Linked DNA regions of Bombyx mori: region 2 is linked to region 1. A link is a contact called in public Hi-C data. All regions are on one chromosome and are shown on one strand. The core of a region is the stretch at or near the end of the contact, and the rest is flanking DNA. Distances in the headings are between cores, read along the strand shown. Region 1 holds the start of LOC101742711 (electron transfer flavoprotein beta subunit lysine methyltransferase). Region 2 overlaps LOC101743003 (LHFPL tetraspan subfamily member 3 protein).

Evidence for each region. Hi-C and Micro-C count contacts between places; a contact is called where the count stands out from the background.
Region 2: a contact with region 1 is called in a Hi-C map of midgut, with 2.4 times the contacts expected there. The contact joins the enhancer-like site here to the promoter of LOC101742711 in region 1. A contact is called at or near these places in 5 of 7 Hi-C or Micro-C datasets (middle silk gland, midgut, an unstated tissue and 1 more).

What each region holds. Positions count from the first base shown.
Region 1 is chr28:417,475-422,767 of ASM3026992v2, reverse strand. LOC101742711 (electron transfer flavoprotein beta subunit lysine methyltransferase) reads right to left here and starts at 2,728. Exons shown (of 5, transcript XM_062676776.1): 1 at 2,666-2,728. The coding sequence starts at 2,713. LOC101742570 (growth arrest and DNA damage-inducible protein GADD45 alpha) reads left to right here and starts at 1,979. Exons shown (of 3, transcript XM_004933468.5): 1 at 1,979-2,508; 2 at 2,785-3,001; 3 at 3,214-3,793. The coding sequence starts at 2,447. The coding sequence ends at 3,429. It overlaps LOC101742426 (glucose dehydrogenase [FAD, quinone]), which reads right to left. Exons shown (of 5, transcript XM_004933467.5): 5 at 4,488-5,293. The coding sequence ends at 5,243.
Region 2 is chr28:462,260-467,345 of ASM3026992v2, reverse strand. LOC101743003 (LHFPL tetraspan subfamily member 3 protein) reads left to right here. Exons shown (of 4, transcript XM_012696653.4): 4 at 2,579-3,420. The coding sequence ends at 2,772. It overlaps LOC101742711 (electron transfer flavoprotein beta subunit lysine methyltransferase), which reads right to left. Exons shown (of 5, transcript XM_062676776.1): 5 at 3,911-4,068. The coding sequence ends at 3,916. Among protein-coding and RNA genes, the nearest start is that of TRNAA-UGC, 4.2 kb to the right of the region's middle. Within about 2 kb of position 2,600, at least 8 of the 8 cell types and tissues checked have open chromatin away from gene starts, as enhancers often do.

The DNA of each region.
Region 1 (5,293 bases), core at 1,479-3,978:
CCTCCTGTCGCTCAACAACCAGCATCCAAACCTCGCATGAGACAGAACTCATGAAAGAGCAAAGGGGGGAAAGTGAAGCGTTTAGTGCGGAACACATCTCTCCCATCACCCTCCCCCTCGGGACACCGGACTGGCGGTCGTCAGCGCCACGACCACCAGCCCTCTCGGTCGGCAGGCTATTCGAAGCCCGTCTAGATGGCGCCGGTTAGAATTTTTCTCTTACCAAATTTTAATCTTTTTTTTTATATAGCCCACTTTATATCGCTTGGACGGAAAACCGTGCCCAGCAGTGGGATGATAAGTCTGATTTTCTCTCCTTGAGGACAAACTATTAACCTTGTCGAATAACATTGACTTTGTGATAATGGCAACCAGACATCGTTCAGCTATTACTCACGAGATCAACAGTATGATAACAACAATCATTAATAATATCTTGATAATTATCATGTTATTATCATTGTGTTTGCCGGTGGCATTGCCCCTGTTAACTTGTTAGGACACGATTTGACTTGTTCGGCGGTGATCCTTGGAATAGAACCGTTCGAAGTATGTCACTTGTGCATGGTAATATTGACGTCAATATTATACACATAAATAATAGATTTTAGTATAGTAAAATTACATTGATCGAGAATAGTAATTGTTACCTGGTGTTAAATGATGAATATGTCTTTTTTAGTGCACTTAACAACGTGTTTCTTGATATTGGGTTGAGTAACACGACGCCATAATGCGAGTTTGTTTGTTTCTAACAGACGTGAAAAACAAACTCACTTTTGCATACAATTTGACTGCTTTGGATACACTAGAAATCATTTACGTTGCTGATGTCCATGGGCTCCGGTAACCACTTAACACTACGTGGGCCACGAGGTCATTGACCCTGCTAAGCAAAAAAATAAGAAAGAGTCGCTCTCACGTTCGACACTAACATCTCATGTGCTATAGAAAGTAAAAACTTCAAAAAAACACGGTTTTTTTAATTTACGTTTGAGGTAAAAAAATAAGTAGCTAATGATATACTCAAACTAACGTATTTATATGAATGTCTTCCTCCTCGCTCTGATGCAGGTAATGGAATTGTGGTGGAGACTATTAAAATACATCGACTTCTGAAGTTGGGTAGGTAGGTACAAGGATAGTAGTAACATTTTCACTGGACTTTTTGGCGGGAACGCGAGCAGTGAAGTTGTGTGATTTGTTTTATTTTGTCTATTTAGTGTTTCTTCAGGTTTAAATGTGTAATAACGGTGGTTTATTAAATGTTTAATATCTGTGAAAGTGCACCAATGTGGGAAAATGAAACAAAGCTGCTGGACGTAACTTCTCGGGTTCCTCCAAAAAGTCCACTGAAAAAATCTCAGTAAATGACCACCATTTTACTGCGATTATATTTCATCCCATATCATCTCATTTCATTAAATTTCATCCCAGTTGATTAATGTCTCAAATTAATCATCTTCATTTCATTTCACTCCATATTATCATTTTTCATAAAATTAAGAATATAAAGTAAAATAAGACATGACTTAAAGGTCTTAGTTACCAGGTCATAAAATCTCTTAAAAAAAAAAAAAACATTTTCACTACCTGCCCATAACTTCAAATAAATTCTATCCTGTCGTAACACTAGAAGAAATGCCCATTAGAAGTTTTCTCATCTTGCCGTCATGGCTCTACAATAAATATACTAAAGTCCTTGTACCTATTGAAAACGAATGTTTCATTACAAATAAAAAAACAACTAAACCAGAATCAAACCCAATTTTTGTTTTCAAATGAACCATATTTCCTCTGTTGAAATAAAAACCCAATGTAGCGGGAATTCCGATATTCTCCAATGCGCTTAACGATAACAAAAAATACCTTGACCTACCGTTCTGATAGTACCTACCCTTTTCTGGCCGCATTTACTTCAAAAAAGAAGAACGGGGTAGCTCCAACTAAATTGGTCCTTAAACAAGTCGCGACAAGCCACGCGTTCGCATTTCAGAAAAAACCACTCACACACACGTACCACGTGCCACGTATCATTATTATTATCTCGTATATACACTTACAGACTTACACTAGTTAAAACGACTCACACAACCGAAAATACAAGCGTTTTTCGAAGAAACTCCGACGAAACTGATCGGAGGATACGCACACATACAAATACTAGCGTGCGCATGCGCGGCCTTTCCAATAAAAGGGAACGCTACGTCACTTCTCCACATTCTACATTGAACATCCAAAGTGTACTAACGCGAGTTTCGTTAGCAAAGTTGTGAAATTATTGTGTCACAAGTTCGAATTACTGCGAGAAGTTCAAGTGTGTTTACATAATAGAAGGATTTTATGTAAAGTGTTAGTGCTTTCTGTGAAAATTCACATTCGGATTTCACTGCGGAGTTTGGAAATTAGTGAAATTCAAGAGTTAAGAAGCATTCGTCTATCCAAAATGTACAAGGAAGCAGTTGTTCCAGTAAAAGCCGAGACCTTCAGTGTCATAGCAGCTAAAAGGTAAATAAATATCTTAATACTTTACAGCTACAACAGGAAAAATTCAATATGCATAAACTAAAATGAATATTTCACAAGAATTTCACTTGACCTAGATCAAAGAACTTTAAAGTTCTAATAACTTCAAACATGCCAATTAGACTATAAATTGACGTACCTTATGCTTTTGATAATAATATTTTGTTTGTAGTATGGCGGTTAGCATCTCCGTTTGACATGCAAGAGACTAAAGTTTTTGGTAACATATAATTTATTAATGTATTTGTTTTCCCACAGCTCTATCGGACAATGTATCAAGACAGTGTTAAGGCGAGCCTGTGTCGAAAAAAGGTTAACTATTGGCTTACTTCCCGCCATTCAATACTTATCGAAGAACTGCAATGGTGCATTGTTTTGCCTGACCGCCGAAGCCCCGCCTGGCGATAGTGCAACGCATATGCAAGATGTCCTCCTGCAAGCATTTTGCGTTGAAAATGATATTCATGTTATTAAAGTGAGTTTCATTTTATTTCCTTCTTCATAAAATGAATTATACATAGTTATTATTAATTTTATATGACAATTTAGTTTCCACGAAGTAAAAAAAGTCATTAAAATTTCCGACTCTCTAACAAGAACCTATTAATCGAATTTATAACGATTCAAGGAATTAAGTTAAAAGGAATCAAAATAAAAAAGCTAACAAATTCGTTTCTTTGTACACAGGTCGATTGTGAGACTAAGCTGAGGAGAATGCTTGGTTACTGCTCTCCCATGGACTTCAGTTGCGTGCTGGTACACTATCCGTATACAGATCCATTCACAGACAGTCAAGAAATAGATTTATCAACATTATCTGAAGCCGAGAGACAGTTGATCGACCACTGCGAATCAGACTGGGGCTATTCACAAATGCCCGTCATCAAGTTGCCCGAGAAGTGAATTAAACATGAGGATATTATTGTGAAAAGAAAATTTTGCGATATTATTTTTCAAGTAGGTCGCCATTTTGGCTTAGGCACAACGCCATCTGTTGTTTGGTAGTTGCATTAAGTCTGCTTGAGAATGTTTTGGGGTTTGTTTTGAATTAAAATAATTTAAAAATTGATAGAGAGCAATTTGTAAAATGTAGGTGCTAAACTGCTACTGTCTTAAAATGTAAAAGTGTTTTTTTCATTGTTTCATAAGATAGTTTAATGTAACGAAAAATGTATTTATTATATCTTTATACCAATTTCGTAATAAATCTTTTGTAAAAGTTAAAACATAATAAACATGAATAAAATTTTATTTTATTTGTAACAAAGTTTCTTTTTTTCCCGCTTTTTCCCCTAAATATAATCTTAAGTTAAAAAGAAAAAGATTCCAGAAAGAAGCACAAGCAAGATAGATACCCATGATATTGAACTGTCAATAATATCAGGACAATAAATTTAGATAAACAATTTAAATAATTAATTTATGGTAGGAGCATCGTATAATGGAATTTTAATAAAAAATATGCTTAAGGTTCATCAGAAATTGAAATTTAGTATTTGCTGGAATTCTTGTATTTATCTATACTTCATAATATTACAAATCTGAAGTTTGTTTGTTTGAACACGCTAATCTCAGGAAATATTAATTGGTCCGATTTGAAAAATTATTTGTGTTAAAGATAACCCATTTATTGAGGAAGACGGCTATATAACATCTCTCTAAGACAAGTGGAGCACCAATAAAGAATGTTTCAAAATAGGGGTTTACATAGCTCCTTAACATTCTATAATTCAAAAATATTTTCACTTTCTATGTAAATGAAGTAGATGTAAAATTTAGCGTTGTGCCAAAGTAACTATTCCACGCGGACGGAGTCGCGGGCTAAAGCTACTCAGTAGATAAAGTACAGAGTTAGCCTGGAGCAGCCATAGCAATGTCCTTCTCAACTAGAAAAGGAAATCATGGAATAATTCTGTACCCCATCTACATGAACGGGTGTTGTTTTGCTGCACAAATCTATGTAATGTACTATTTTATTCACATCAAAATAAATTGTAGGCTAGTAAAACTATAGCACAAACTGAGTTTTTTGCTCTATATAAAGAGAAACAATATTTAAAGCTATAGCTTCACCAGTCTTTATGTTTTATTTATTTATTTCAATATTCAAAAATGTTTTAATATTTCTAATGCTCCTTCTTCTAATATTTCAATATTCAAATTATTATTTACGTCACCTTTATAACATATTAACCTCTTTTAAGGTTTGTGTCATAAATCATATAGAGGTTACATGTATAAAATTGCATCCAGTCAATAAAAACAAATAAAATAATGTGTATAGCCATCTAGTGCCAGAAAAAAGAAACTCTCAGGTAGCATTAAGCACCGCGAAAAATTTGATATACAAAACCGATTAGGATTTGGGGTATAATTATGTTAATAATAACTAATAATTGCAATTAATATGAAAAAATAAATATTGTTGTATGTCCACATAGGATGATACTATACTAATAAAAATAAATCAAATCCGGCTTTAGAGGTAGCATTTACTTTATGCATTGTAAATTGTAATAAAAACAAAAATAAACAATTCTATTAATTTTCAATTATGTTAATTGTTACGTAAATAACTAATTTCATATTATTTAGCTAGTCAATTTTTTTTATTAGCTTGCTCCCTTTTGCTCTATTATTAGATTAAAAATGTTGAACTTAAATTTCGCCAAAAAAACATTTTTACAAAATTTATTAAAGAGACATCTGTTGTCGACTAGCTGTACTTCTTCAACCAGTAGTTTAGAACAAAAGCGACTCCTCTCTC
Region 2 (5,086 bases), core at 1,351-3,850, 45 kb before region 1:
CTAAAAATTACATAAATTCATTTTACGAACGCCAATTAAATTAGAAATTTGAATATTTGATCGGAATTAGAGTCGAGGTTAGAATCTTTCGGAGATTAAGTAATAGAAGCGTGTTAGTGTTACATGTCACGCATAATAAAATGCTTAAAGGAGCATACGACCGGTGGCGACCTCAAATGTGATATATAAATTAATATTTTCTCGCGTCTAATTCGCTGTTCGAAGGTTTGAGGGATAACTTTACGATTTCCTCATTATTATTTTTCAAATCTCAGTAAATGACCACCATTTTACTGCGATTATATTTCATTCCATATCATCTCATTTCATTTAATGTCATCCCAGTTGATTAATGCCTCAAATTAATCATCTTCATTTCATTTCACTTCATATTATCATTTATCATAAAAATAAGAATATAAATTAAAATAAGACATGACTTAAAGGTCTTAGTTACCAGGTCATAAAATCCATAAAAAAAAAATTTATAATTTTTCAATTCACTCATCCTCTATTTCTATTATTTTGTTAGCAAATGTGATATATACGGTCACCGCCCTCGTCGAACCCATCGCTTGCGACGAAGGGCTCGAAGAGCCCTAATTATTAAATATTAATTATTAATTAACCCATAGACACAGCCCACTGAGTTTCTCGCCGGATCTTCTCAGTGGGTCGTGTTTCCGATCCGGTGGTAGATTCTGCGAAGCACTGCTCTTGCGAGGGTCAGTGTTAGCAACATTCCGGTTTGAGCCCCGTGAGCTCACCTACACACCTTAGGGTGAAGCTGAAATAGCCTATCAAGGCTATCAGCATAGGTAGGATAAAAATAATAATATATAAATTAATATTTTCTCGCGTCTAATTCGCTGTTCGAGTGTTTGTAGGTATCTTTACCGTTCCCTCATTTTTTCAATTTACCCATCCTCTATTTCTATTGTTTTGTTGGCGTAATGGTTGTTACTATGACTAAACCCGGTACCCCGAGATCGGAGACAGTTTTCTGTTCAAGACGTTCCAGATAAGCGGTTCTGATCTGGTATGTGTGTCTGGTAGTCTGGCGTGATCCTCCCCCTCATGTCCGAGGGTCGTGACCTTCGTGCGTGATTTTCGTTGTCGCGATGTCATGCTCTAGTTTTGTATTCGGCTACTGAAAGAGTGTCGTTGAAGGTGGCTCCGAAAGCGATGCAGACCTGGTCAGACCATCACACGGGTCTGTGGTTCCGCGACCCCTTCCTTCCACTCTACCAGTAACCACTAAAATCTAAGTCGTTGTGGCCTAAAGGATAAGAGGTCTGGTGCATTCGTGTGTAGCGATGCACCGGTGTTCGAATCCCGCAGGCGGGTACCAATTTTTCTAATGAAATACGTACTTAAAAAATGTTCACGATTGACTTCCACGGTGAAGGAATAATAATGTGTAATAAAAATCGAACCCGCAAAACTGGTGGTAGGACCTCTTGTGAGTCCGCACGGGTAGGTACCACCGCCCCGCCTATTTCTGCCGTGAAGCAGTAATGCGTTTCGGTTTAAAGGGTGGGGCAGCCGAGACTTGAGACCTTAGAACTTATATCTCAAGGTGGGTGGCGCATTTACGTTGTAGATGTCTACCGGCTCCAGTAACCACTTAACACCAAGTGGGCTGTGAGCTCGTCCACTCATCTATGCAATAAAGAAAACCTTAAGTGGCCTGGTTCGTATCTGGGTCAGGAGCAAACGTCAGCGGCCGCTCCCATCACGGTTGCCACGGCGGGCGACACCAATGCATCTCTGATTAAGCTACGTACATGACCAAGTGAAAACAACTAACTAATATCTCAAGAATACGTTCTTTGCGCGAGACTTATGTACGATAACCGGTAACCACTTTACACCAGGTGGGCTGTAAGATCGTCCAACCGTCTAAGTAGTAAATAAATAAATAAAAAACGTTTTGTTTTTGCGACCAAGAAAACTGTTGAGAATTCGAAATGACAGAATTAATGTAATGATAGTAAAAAAACGCGAACTCAAACCATTAAATAAGCTTTAATTGTTAAAATAAAACAACTTAGATGTTGAATATGTCCCTTCTGTGAGACCTAGTGATAAAGGTTTGCAAATAATTTTACTTATGCAAATTGCATAAATATTGTTGGATCATAAAATCGCGGGAGTGAAGTACGCGCATCAGAAATACAATAATATATCGTGGTTTGTAAAAGGTTTTTTTTTATTGCTTAGATGGGTGGACGAGCTCACAGTCCACCTGGTGTTAAGTGGTTACTGGAGCCCATAGACATCTACAACGTAAATGCGCATCCCACCTTGAGATATAAGTTCTAAGGTCTCAGTGTAATTACAACGGCTGCCCCACCCTTCAAACCGAAACGCTTTACTGCTTCACGGCAGAAATATGCAGTGTGGTGGTGCCTACCCGTGCGGACTCACACGAGGTCCTACCACCAGTAATTACGCAAATTATAATAATGCACTCGGTCTGGCTGCTACCAAGTGAGGAGTCCTGGCATTCAATTTTAATATATATAATATATGGTCCTGGCTCTCGTCATACAAAATGTCATATTCTCAATTGCAGGTGAGGTGAACAACGGCTACGTGACGGACGCGACATCTGTTAGCGGCTCTAGGAAGTCTCTGGCGCTGCAGCCCGTGCTCATCATGCACCCGCACGCGCCCATGGACATGGACACGTACTCTCACTACTCAGGACGCACCGCGCGATCCAAACACGGAATGTACGCGAACACTATGCATAATTATCAATTATAATTCAACTGTAAAGCGTTTAAAAATCCGTCCGAGCATTGTGTTCACTGCCGCTAGATGGCACTGTACTTTTTAATAAATAGTACCGGTAATTTCCGCGAGATGGCGCTTTTATAAATTATTTCAAATCTGTACACTAGAGAAGGAAGAAAATACAGGTGTAGTTTTAATGAATTACAATATACTTTTAATTGTAACATCTAGTACTTAATAAGTGAAGTCTTATAAATAAACTTGTAACGTACAAAACGGTTGAACAAATTAAATTAAAATTTATTGAACTAAAATTATATTTTAAGTATATATTTGTTAAACTAAAATGTAAATAATTTAGATTTAGCTGTAAGATTTTGTACCTAACATTTGTTATTATATTTAGGTAATAAAAACCATCGGTTATATACTTTAACACTAGATTTTCGGATGGTATGGTAAATTTACTTAAATTAATGAAAAAAAGAACGGATTAAATTTATGGTAACTTCTGAGAGGGAGCGGTAGAGGTTTTCTTCGCGTCCTACCGACTAGTGCATAAGTACGAACTGTGTGAACTGTAGCGACTTTACAACGTAACGAAACCCAAACTAACCAACTAGTGCCTTGTAGAAAGCCTTTTGTATTTTGTGAATAATAAAAAGTTTTATAAGCGTTTTCTTTGTCTAACTTTGAACGTGAACCTCAAAATAAAATATCGTAACCCGTTTTCCTCCCGCGTCTCCAGCGCTATAGAAATTTTTTTTTGTACAATTTTTCCTTATTAAGAAAGGCAAGGGGATCTAAGCTCAGAACCATAGATAATACACTTAATATTATCTATGGTCCGTACGAACGCTTGTGTGTAGTTGACCACACCATAGTGGCTGAGCCTTTGCTGCTCGCTCACCTGTCCTGGTGAAACTGGAAAGGCCTTCCGGCCACCAATAAATACTTTAATCAGAAAACAAATAATATAAAAAAATATGCTTTTATAGAAAATCCAACTAAAAAATAGAAAATAAATTTTAATAAATTTGAATTAAAAACAGTGTAACAAAAAATGATTTTATTGTAAAAAAAGCGTGGGGTGGATGGTATCAGTAGTTAAGAATTGCTTGGCGGCCGAAGCGGACTGGAACAGTAATACGTTGAAAGAAATAAGAAACCAGTTCAAATCAATTTATTTAACTTCCAAACTTTAGTCTTCGTAAAACCGTTGTTCTCCTCTTGGCTCTCCCTGGGCATCTTGTACTCGGCGAGCATCTGCACATGTCGTCTACGCTTCTCTGTCAAGCCGTGACGACCTGGATCTCCTATTAGTATCTACAAATATTCACAATTGACGCAATAAAATCTCTCATGAACGCCCTGTTCCCCGGATGCTATTGTTCCTCTTCAAACGTGAATAGAAAAGAGTTTCTAATGAGAAATCCAATGACTAGCTAAAGACTACAAATAATATGAAGGTGGTACCTAGTCGCCGTCTGTTATCAGCGATGATGACTATGGTAAGGTCTTGAAGACTACTTGTTTTTTACCGATTCGGAATGAAGTTCCACGACAGAGAAACCGTAAAGAAACTCAAGGCTTGCTCCTCTGAGAAGGAAAGGTTGAGGGATTAAACAGTCAATCTGGTATCTTGTAAATTAGATTCTTTGACTCGCGGATAGAACTTAGACAATCTCAGGGATCACCCTACGTCAAATGGTGCTGGAGTTCCAGCTCGAGATAGCCAACGGACTGATTGACAGACATAATGATCGACAGACTGACAGACTTCCCGAGGTGTGTTCTCTTTGAAAAATTTGACTATCGAAAAATGTTAAAAAATACTAGATTTTATTTTTCATCAGAATATAGTCGTAGCCATATCACTGCCAGTTCGGAGCGCATTAAGCTATCTATATTCAACAAACTATAATTAGACTAATTAGTATGTATTAACACAACATTTTGCAAATGATTCCTGTCACTTTTCTGACATTGCACACAAAATTTGGTAATATCGGGTTTACTCTATTGATACAGGTATACCTAATCATTAAGTAATACAGTCAAAACCGTTTACTGCGACATCGTTTAATACAACATGCCGGTTATAATAACCAAGAACAAAGGTCCCGGCTGAATGCCATATGACCGCCTTATTAAAAATATTGCTTTCTACGACATTGGTAATAACGACATACCTCATAAAACGACGACATTTAACTAATATTTCGGAGAATTAGATCTGTTAGAACGACCGGCTAAGCTGTATTGTAAACAATTTGAATAGGTATCCACATTTGTCTTCAATGGCTTTTAAAATTAGGAAAGAAAACAATAGGATTTAGTTTAG